Regions from separate parts of the Sus scrofa genome. Here region 1 is linked to region 2. The links are chromatin contacts, called in public Hi-C maps. All regions are on one chromosome and are shown on one strand. Each heading gives the region's core, a stretch centred on a gene start, on an enhancer-like site or on the middle of the called end of the contact. The rest is flanking DNA. Distances are from core to core; before and after follow the strand shown. Region 1 overlaps PLEKHA6 (pleckstrin homology domain-containing family A member 6). Region 2 overlaps PLEKHA6 (pleckstrin homology domain-containing family A member 6).

What was found. A called contact is a pair of places that touch in the nucleus more often than the background predicts.
Region 1: a contact with region 2 is called in a Hi-C map of fetal liver, with 2.2 times the contacts expected there. The contact joins two enhancer-like sites. A contact is called at or near these places in 1 of 5 promoter capture datasets (liver) and 4 of 47 Hi-C or Micro-C datasets (fetal liver, fetal skeletal muscle, liver and 1 more).

What each region holds. Positions count from the first base shown.
Region 1 is chr9:64,999,461-65,003,561 of Sscrofa11.1, reverse strand. All of the region lies in intron 3 of PLEKHA6 (pleckstrin homology domain-containing family A member 6), which reads left to right. Among named protein-coding and RNA genes, the nearest start is that of PLEKHA6, 26 kb to the left of the region's middle. Within about 2 kb of position 2,316, at least 32 of the 83 cell types and tissues checked have an H3K27ac peak or open chromatin away from gene starts, as enhancers often do. A contact at or near this core is called in fetal liver, where this site is marked.
Region 2 is chr9:64,923,458-64,927,844 of Sscrofa11.1, reverse strand. The region is part of intron 3 of PLEKHA6 (pleckstrin homology domain-containing family A member 6); the gene reads left to right. Among named protein-coding and RNA genes, the nearest start is that of GOLT1A, 72 kb to the right of the region's middle. Within about 2 kb of position 1,549, at least 39 of the 83 cell types and tissues checked have an H3K27ac peak or open chromatin away from gene starts, as enhancers often do. A contact at or near this core is called in fetal liver, where this site is marked.

The DNA.
Region 1 (4,101 bases), core at 1,067-3,566, 75 kb before region 2:
GGAGGCCTGGTGAGGCCCCAGGTCCCAGACCCCGGGGTAGCTTCTGACTCTGCATTCTGGTGGGAAGTCTGCGGAATGCAGCTTACACAGACAGTGGCCCAGATCCCCTATGGGGGGCAGCCTTGCCGCAGCGGTGGAAGGCCAGCAAGACTGCCCTGAGGTACTCTGTTCTCACCCAGGCAGGCAGCATGGGTGGTTAACAGCTTGTCGCTGGTGTAGATGGAGTTAAGCCTTTCCGGGGACTATTTACTCCTGATCCTAAGTGACAGCTTGGGGAGGGCGAATCACGTGGCCCTGAAATCCCCTCGGGAGCCTATGGAGCATGCCCAGCTGCCTCTGCCTGGGAAAGATGCTGGATCCTGCAGTCACCACAACAGCATCCTCTCTCCGCGCCAGGGACCTGCCAGCCGGAGAGATGACTGATTAGACCAGATCAGATCCCCAGCCCTGCTTTTCAGAGGGGGCCCCCAGGGGTGGGGAGGAGGACCCCAGCTGGCCTGAGCTGGGGGGAGGGGGGCCTGGGAGCTCCGAGAGTGATAGCTTTTCAGCGAGGGGCTCACACCTCCAAAGCCGGTGAGTCTGTTTTGATGCATCATAGAGATGAGGTGGGAGGAGGAAGGTTGGGCTCTGGTCAGGGCTGGCAGCCGCCCGCCGCGTGAATCTGGGCTGCTGGCACTGCGGTGCCACTGCCTTCCCCATCCCTCTTTCTTGGCAGCGGTACTTAGGGATCATGGATGCTGAGAATGCTAATTATAGCCCTCTCTGTGCCCCTACCCCCACCTCCAGAATCCCCAAGAAGGGCTAACGTTGTCTGAATTTATTACATTTGCCTTACATCTCCTGAGGGAAGCCGGCTCTGGGGCTGCCAGCTTCCTGGGGTCCAGCTGGGGCCCCCAACCTGCCTAGAGCAAAGAAGCCAGCCCCGCCCTGACTCTAATCTTGCCGGGAGGTGGAGGCATGAGTTTAAGCCCTTGTGGGAAGGCGCTCTGGAGGGGGTGGTCCTGGGGGTCCGACTCAGGTCAGCCCAAGGGACCCACCTCCCACCGTGTGGGAGAGGTCAGGGTGTGTCTGGGTCAGAGGTTGGGGCTCAGGGCGTCTGAGGGTCTTGGATTCCTAGGGGGCGTCTGATCTCTGGGGTCTCAGATTTCGTGGGGAGAGCCTGAAGGAGCAGGAGCTGGTTATGTGGGCAGAGGGGGCGTGGGGGGATGGGTGTGCGGTGGTGGGGCCAGCCTGCAGCTAGCAGAGCCTCGGGCTTATTGTGTGAGGTTCTGGGCAAAGGTTGGGGAGGTGGCAGAGGGAGTGAGGGGAGGTGGGGGGGTAGGTTAGACAGGAAGGGCGGAGGGAGAAGGTGAGCAGGCAAGATAGGGGGCTGGAGCCTGGGAGGGCCAGAGCTTGAGAGCTGAGAAGGAGGGGCCAGCCCTAGGGCACAGGGCAGGGAGGAGCTGAGCTGCAGGGGGGAGGTGGTAGGAGGAGGATGAGCTCAGCGTCATGTCAAAGAGGGTCACAGCCTTCAGGGCCTGGCAGTTCTTCCTCCATCCCTACAGGTCCCTGCCCTCGGTCTGGCTTCCCCTGAGGGTGTCTTGCCCGTGAGGGTGAGAGCCCTGGTTGGCCCATCTCTGCCCGAGCCTACTGTCCAGATGGCCACAGGGACATGGCAGGCACCTGCCGGACAGATCCCCCAAATCCTGGCTCCCGGGCCCCGCTGGAGGAGCACGGGGCTGGAGGGGTTCTGGGGGCTCCCACCTCCGAGTTCCCTCTTAGCTGGAGCAGGAGACCAGGAGATCCCGCTGGTGGAGGAGCGGCAGGAGGGGGCCCCACGGAGGCCCAGCAGCCGAGGCTAGAGCCATCTCCAGGTGGGGTGGGGAGGGTTGGGGGTGAGGCTGGCACTGCCTCAGGCCCTGCCGTACGGAAAACAAGGGCTCTCTGTGTCCTCACCAGGGCGCAGAGCGCTGGGCTGCAGATATGAATTATTAAAAGTCCTTGGCTTTCCAATCAGCGGCGAGGTGCTAAATGTGTTCACACGGCTGTGTAATTAATCCTGGTGGCGGCTGCACAGGCTCGAGACAATGGGGACCTTTTTTTTTTTTGCCTGGTTCGACTTCTTTTCCTTCTTCCCAGGAAGGTGATGGTGCAGGACACAGTCCACAGATAATTCCTTTTAACGTGTCTGCCTGGATTATTGAGCTGGATTCTTCCTGCTCTGTGTAAATGAAGTAATTACCGAGGAAGTCAGTGAGCAGGAGGCGGTGGCAGTGGCCTGGAGCTCAGGGGTGGGGACACGTAGAGCCCAGGGCCTGGGATGGGGAGAAGCTGAGCCAAGGGGGAGGTGGGGGTGGGGGGGCATGGTGTCCACACCCCATCAGCTGTCGTCTCTCTGAGCCCTGTCCCTGGAGGAGGAAGGTTGTGGCGTTGGGAGAGCTGTCTGCGAGGTAGGGGCTCCTGCCGTTGCAGTGGGTCCTGGTTTTGAGGTTTTGTGGGGTGGCCTGAGCACTGAACTGAGGCAGTCTGGACGTCAGTGCATTAGTGAGATGACTTTGGAAGGCCAGTCTCCAACCAGTTTAAAAAACCCAAAGCTTTAGAGAGGAGGGAACACACTTTGGGAAGCATTTAGAATAGATGGTGAGCAGAGAGGAAGCGCTCAGAGTAGGCTCAGTGGGATCCTTTCCTTGGCAATTGCTCAGTCCACGTGGGCTCCTGCTCTGCACCTCACCCCCAGACACCCCCAGAGACCATCTAGTTCCACCTCTCTCCAAGCCCAGACCAGCCCTCTGCAGCCTGCCTGAGGGGAGTACCAGTCTTGTCTGGATAATTCCAGCGACGGGGAGCTCATTACCTCACCAGGCAGCCTGCTTCAAAGTTAGAACATTCTTCTGCATTGAATCAAAATCTGCCCACTTCCAAGTTCCGCCTTTTGGTTTCGATTCTTTGAAGCAGCACAGAGCAAGTCAGCTCTTTCTCACAGTGATAAAGATGGTTTTCTTCATATTAAAATCGTGTGTAAAAGTGTGGACATAATATATTTTGTGTAACCCTATTTGTATTGGACATTCAGTGGTTACCCTTATTTTCGTTTTATAAATAACACGACATGATCATTTTTGTGCATAAGGCTTTTTCTGTATTTTGGATTATTTCTTTAGGTTAAATCCCAAGACATAGAACTGATGTCAGGGAGGGTATATATTTTAAAAATTACTATTTTGTGCGCATAAAAGTAATACATAGTCATTAAAAATGTAGAAAAACACATGTAGAAAAGATTAAAATTGTATGTAATTCTCTCAGAGATTTAGTATATAATTTTAACATTTCGGTGTGTGTATGTTTTTATGAATTCATGTGCAGGTATATAACTATATTTATTATCAAAATCCACATGTATACTGTTGAAATTTTGGACCAAATATATATTTTTGTCGCTTAAATAAAAAGCATTTTTCCAGGAGTTCCCTTGTGGTGCAGTGGGTTAAGGATCAGTGTTGTCAGGCCAGCAGCAACTATGGCTCAGGTTTGATCCCTGGCCTGGGAACATACTCATGCTGCGCGCATGGCCAAAAAAAAAAAAAGAAAAGAAAAAAAGCATTTTCCCATGCATTAAATATTCTTTTACAACATCATTTTTAAGTGATTGCCTAGTATTTCATTATATACTGATTCTTTGTTTACTTGGCCCCTACATTAAACGACATTTCCAACTTTTTCACTTTTGTAAACAATTCAATCGTGAACGTATAAATATCTGAATCTTTACGCATATCAATAATTTTTTTCCTCTTGGGTTACATTTCTAGAAATGGAATTTCTACCTTTTTAAATATTTTGACATATTTTGCCAATTTCCTTGCTGGAAAGTACTAATTTACATTCCCAGCAGCTGTGTATAAGAATGCATTTTGTTGCAAAAGCATCACCATTGATTATTAACTTTTCTCATTGTTTTAATCCAATTGTTTGATTAGCAGTGATATTTAAATTTTTTTAAGTGTTTTTCTTTTCTTTTTTAGGCCATACCTGTGGCATATGGACATTCCCAGGCTAGGGGTCCAATTGGAGTTGTAGCTACCAGCCTATACCACAGCCAGATCTGAGGCACATCTGTGA
Region 2 (4,387 bases), core at 300-2,799:
TATCATCCCCTCCCCCCAGATCCTGGCTCCTCTATTGGCCTGCCAGGCAAATATTTCATAATGTGGGCTCATCCAATTGGGCATCGTGCCAGAGCTGAGCGCCTCAGGTTGCCAGTGTGCTCCAATCAGGCGGGATGGCCTGGGTGGGACGGGAGGGCTCTGCTCACCACATGGGAGGCAGCGGCATTACTCAGGTGGATGGCAGCAAGGTGGGAGTCTCCGCTTTCTCAGGGCTGGGAAGAGGAGACGGGGCTGTCCATCAGCCAGCTGGAGGCAGCCAGCACGGAAGGGGTTAAGGCCAGTCAGCATGTGTGGCGGTTAATGATTGCTACCCACCAGGGACCTGGTGAGTGTTAAAGGAGAACCTTTTCCCTGTTCCTGAGTGTGAAAGGAGGCAGGGCGAGAGCAGAGGGGACCGCAGAGAAGGGCCGATGAGTGAGTGCTTATCTGTCTGCTGTCTGTTTGTCTGGCTGGCTCTGGAACAGGTAAGGGAGCCCAATATTCCCACTGAGCAGCTAGAGGGGGCTTTTGTTACCACTGGATACACATTCTCAGCTTGGGGCCAGAATTCTGTATCCTTCCTATTTATGAGAAGGAAATCTTTAGGGTTGGCTTCGTCCAAAGAGGTGAACGACTTGGCACCAAAGCCAGAGATACAAACCATTGTCTGTCTTGATGCAGAGACAATGGTTTTGTGTGGCCACCCTGCTCACAAAGCGGGAGCCCTGCTCCTCCTCCCTCTGTGAGCCATTGTCTCCGGAGAGGGGCTCGGGAGCTGTGGGCAGAAGCGCCAGCCGCCTCTTCCCAGCTATTTCCCGGGACCAGCCCCGAAGGAGGGCGGCGAGGGCACAGCCAAAGGAGAATGCGAAAGCTGTGCTGCCTTCTACCCTCTTTCCTTCAAGTCAGGTGTGGAGAGGAGGAAGGCAGGATGCAAGAGGTGGGGGCACAGCAGAGAGTTGGAGCAGGGGTGGGAGGGACTCAACTTATTAGAAGACAAAGTTTGTCATTTGAGAGCAAAACAAATCCAGGAAGAGGAAGAACCAGTCTTTGCGGTTGAGATGCCTGCTGTCCCCTTTCCCTCAACTGCTCATTCAGGACCCTCCTGCCCTCCAAACATTTATGCTCTTTGACCCAGGCACCTTCTCAGGGAATGGGGACAAGAGTTCCTTGGCTTTGTTGGAGGAGGCGCATGAGACAGACTTTTCTCAGCTGATGTGTGAGTGTGTGTGTGTATGTCCAAAAAAACTGAAAGCCTGATTTGTCTCCAAAGCAGAAATATTGACTTTACCCCCTCTTATCCAGGAGCCCTTTTGTCCCCCTGCCTCTTTCTTGGTAGGAAAAGTGTTCGATGACATAATGGGGATGTTTAGGCAGCCCCGGAGGGGTCTGTTGGGCAGGAACAGAGCACGCCCTGTGCCCGTCTTGAAGGCAGGTTTGAGAGATAAGGCAAAGCCAGCCCCTGTGGCTTTTCCTCTGGCTAAGCTGCCCACAGGCAAACAGAAACCAGGCACAATAAGGGGGAGGTGCCAGCCACCAGACCCAGCAGGGCAAGAGTGAAAGCAGCCAAGTTTCTGGGCTTGTGAGCCAAGAAAGAGGGGGAGGTAGAGACTGGGAGAGGAGCAGGGCCACTTGTCGTGCTCTGCCTTGCACTAAGAGTTAGCCACAAATGTGACTAGCCGCCCTCTGTCCTCACACTTCCCAGGAGAAACAGCACAGAGGAATTGGTATTCCCTGGCACGGGGGCTTCGTGGGCGTACCACCTGTGCATTCGCCTTGCAGCTTCAGAAGGATTTGGTTCGGTGTTGTCCCATTGTCCTCCTGAACTACTTAACTCTTGAGCAAGGGACCCTGCATTTTTACTGGCACCCAGCTCTGTGAATTATCTAGCTGGCGGTATTCCCAGGCCAGCCACAAGGGGCAGCAACAAGGAGGGGTTCATGTGCCCCAACAGGCATAGGCAGACTCACCTGTTACTCAGGTGTCACCAAGACTGGCTTCTGTCCTGGCCAAGACCAGCACAGTACCCCTCCCCCTTTCTCTCTCTCTCCACTCTCCTCCCAAAGCTTCTGTTTCTTATTGTCCCAGTGTCGCTGCCCAGTCTTCCTTCAAGGCTACTGCTTGGCAGGGGGGACAGGGGAGGGGGCAGCAGTGGAGCTTCTCCCCCTTTCTTCCCAGGCCCCTCCTTCTCTTATCTCGGCTCCAGATGGGTCGAGGCCTGGGAGCGCTTCTTCCATTCCTCTGGGATCGTCTTCGCTCCCCTATCTAAGCCGTGGTTATCAATGGACACACTCTGGCACCTACTTCATGCGCTGTTTGTTTAGGAACCGATTGTATCCCTGTGATTTACACAGGCTCCAGGCTGGGGGGGGCCGGCGTGGGGGAGACTCCTGAGGCTGCTGTCCTTGGTGGCAGCCCCTCTGTCTCTTCCCCTCTGTGCTGGCTCCTCCCCTTGTGGACCACAGGGCCCTGCAGACCTAGCAGGTGATCTCTCTCCTCTTCCTCCCTCCAGCCTCCCTAGAAGCTGGTCAATCCAAGAAGGAAAAGGAGGCAGGAGGGAGGAACAGGTTCCCTGTTCTCTCCGCTTTTCCACCGCCTTGATTGGCTCTGTAACCTTTCCCAAGTGCCTCCCCCAGGGCTTGCCTCCAATAGGGCTGTTAGTAACAATATTTTCAAACCCTGGAGGGGAGTCTTAAGGCATATATTTTATTTCATTATTTTTTGTTTTATTTTATTTTTTGGCTACACTCACAGCATGCAGTAATTCCTGGACTGAACCTGTGCCACAGCAGCTACCCAAACCACAGCAGTGACCACACCAGATCCTTAAGCCATGGAGCCACTAGGGAACTCCTTAATGCACCTATTTTAAACTGATGGATTATCCAAATTAATTGTGCTTAGACTTTGGAAAGTATCCTATGATTTTGGATTTTTTTTAACTTTTTTGTTATTGTTATTGGCAGCAATCTACTTTTTATTTTTTCCTTTCTTTCTTTCTTTTTTTTTTTTTCGTTTAGCTTAGCCCTGTAAGAGAACTCATATTTTCCGAGGACAAGGAGCACACACATATCAGCTGGTGGGAGGACAGACTGGTTTGGAGTTGTATTTTATAGAATCAAAATGTACTAGAACTGGGAGGTGGCATTGAGAGCAGCAGAATATTCCACAGTGGTGGACTGTGCTACAACCATCCTGTCCAGTATGGTAGCCACTAGCCATGGTGGCTGTTGAGTCACAGTGGAAAGTGGCTATGATGACTGAGGAACTGAAAGTTTAATTTTATTTCACTTTAATTCAGTGACGTGTAAATAGCCACATAGGACTGGTGGCTGCTGAATTGGATGGCACAGATTTGGGGTGGTATTCCTTGTTTTATTTTGTTCCATTATCTTATTAATGATTATAACATTAGCCACTGACTGAACGACTGTTATGTGCCAAGCGATCTCCTAAGTGCATTAAATATGTGATCCTGTTTAATCCTCCCAGCAATTCGGTATCACTGTGTGTTACAGATGGGGAGACTGAGACCCCAAAAAGTAAAGGGATCAGTACCAGCCAGCCACAGCCATGCGCCAGCTGTTCTTTTTTTTTTCCTGTGATAGCTCTCTTCAAAAGTTCTCCAAGTCCTGGAATTCCCGTGGTGGCTTGGTGGGTTATGAACCCAACTCGTATCCATGAGAATGTGGGTTCAATCCCTGGCCTCAGTCAGTGGGTTGAGGATCCAGCACTGCCGTGAGCTGTGGTGTAAGCTGCAGACGCAACTCAGATCTGGCGTTTGCTGTGGCTGTGGTGCAGGCTGGCAGCTGCAGCTCCGATTCAGTCCCTAGCCTGGGAACTTCCATATGCCATGGGTGCAGCCCTAAGGAAAATTAAAAAAAAAAAAAATTCTCCAAGTTCTTTCTCTTCCAGGTCTCCCTTTTCCTCTCTGGGCTGTCCAGGGAGCTCACAATGATTGTCCTCGGCATGCAGGGGGGGAAACAGCAATGATTCTCCCCAGGCATAGCTGTTCTCTGGCTGGTTCCACTGGTGGCCATGGTCCCCAAGCTCCTTCTGAGGTTTCCCTACATCAGGCAGTGATCTGGGGAGATTCCTCTGTACCCCCAGCCCTTGTCCAGCTTGCCAGGTACATGGGACATTCCAGATTCCTCACTCCCAGCAGAGGAGGTGTTCAGTCTTTCCCACGGTCCATCTGTGTCCCCGCTGGCCGGTTGCTCCCCCTCTAGGAGAGGTGAACAGCTGAGGAGCAGGGCTCACCCTTGAGCTTTGCTGCCATCCGAGTCCCCTGCAGCCCTCCAAGGCCAGGGGGGGAGGGGGAAGCTTCTTTCCTCCTGAAGCAGCCGCCAGGCTCCTGCTCCCATTGATTTATTGCTCTCTTCTTCCCCAG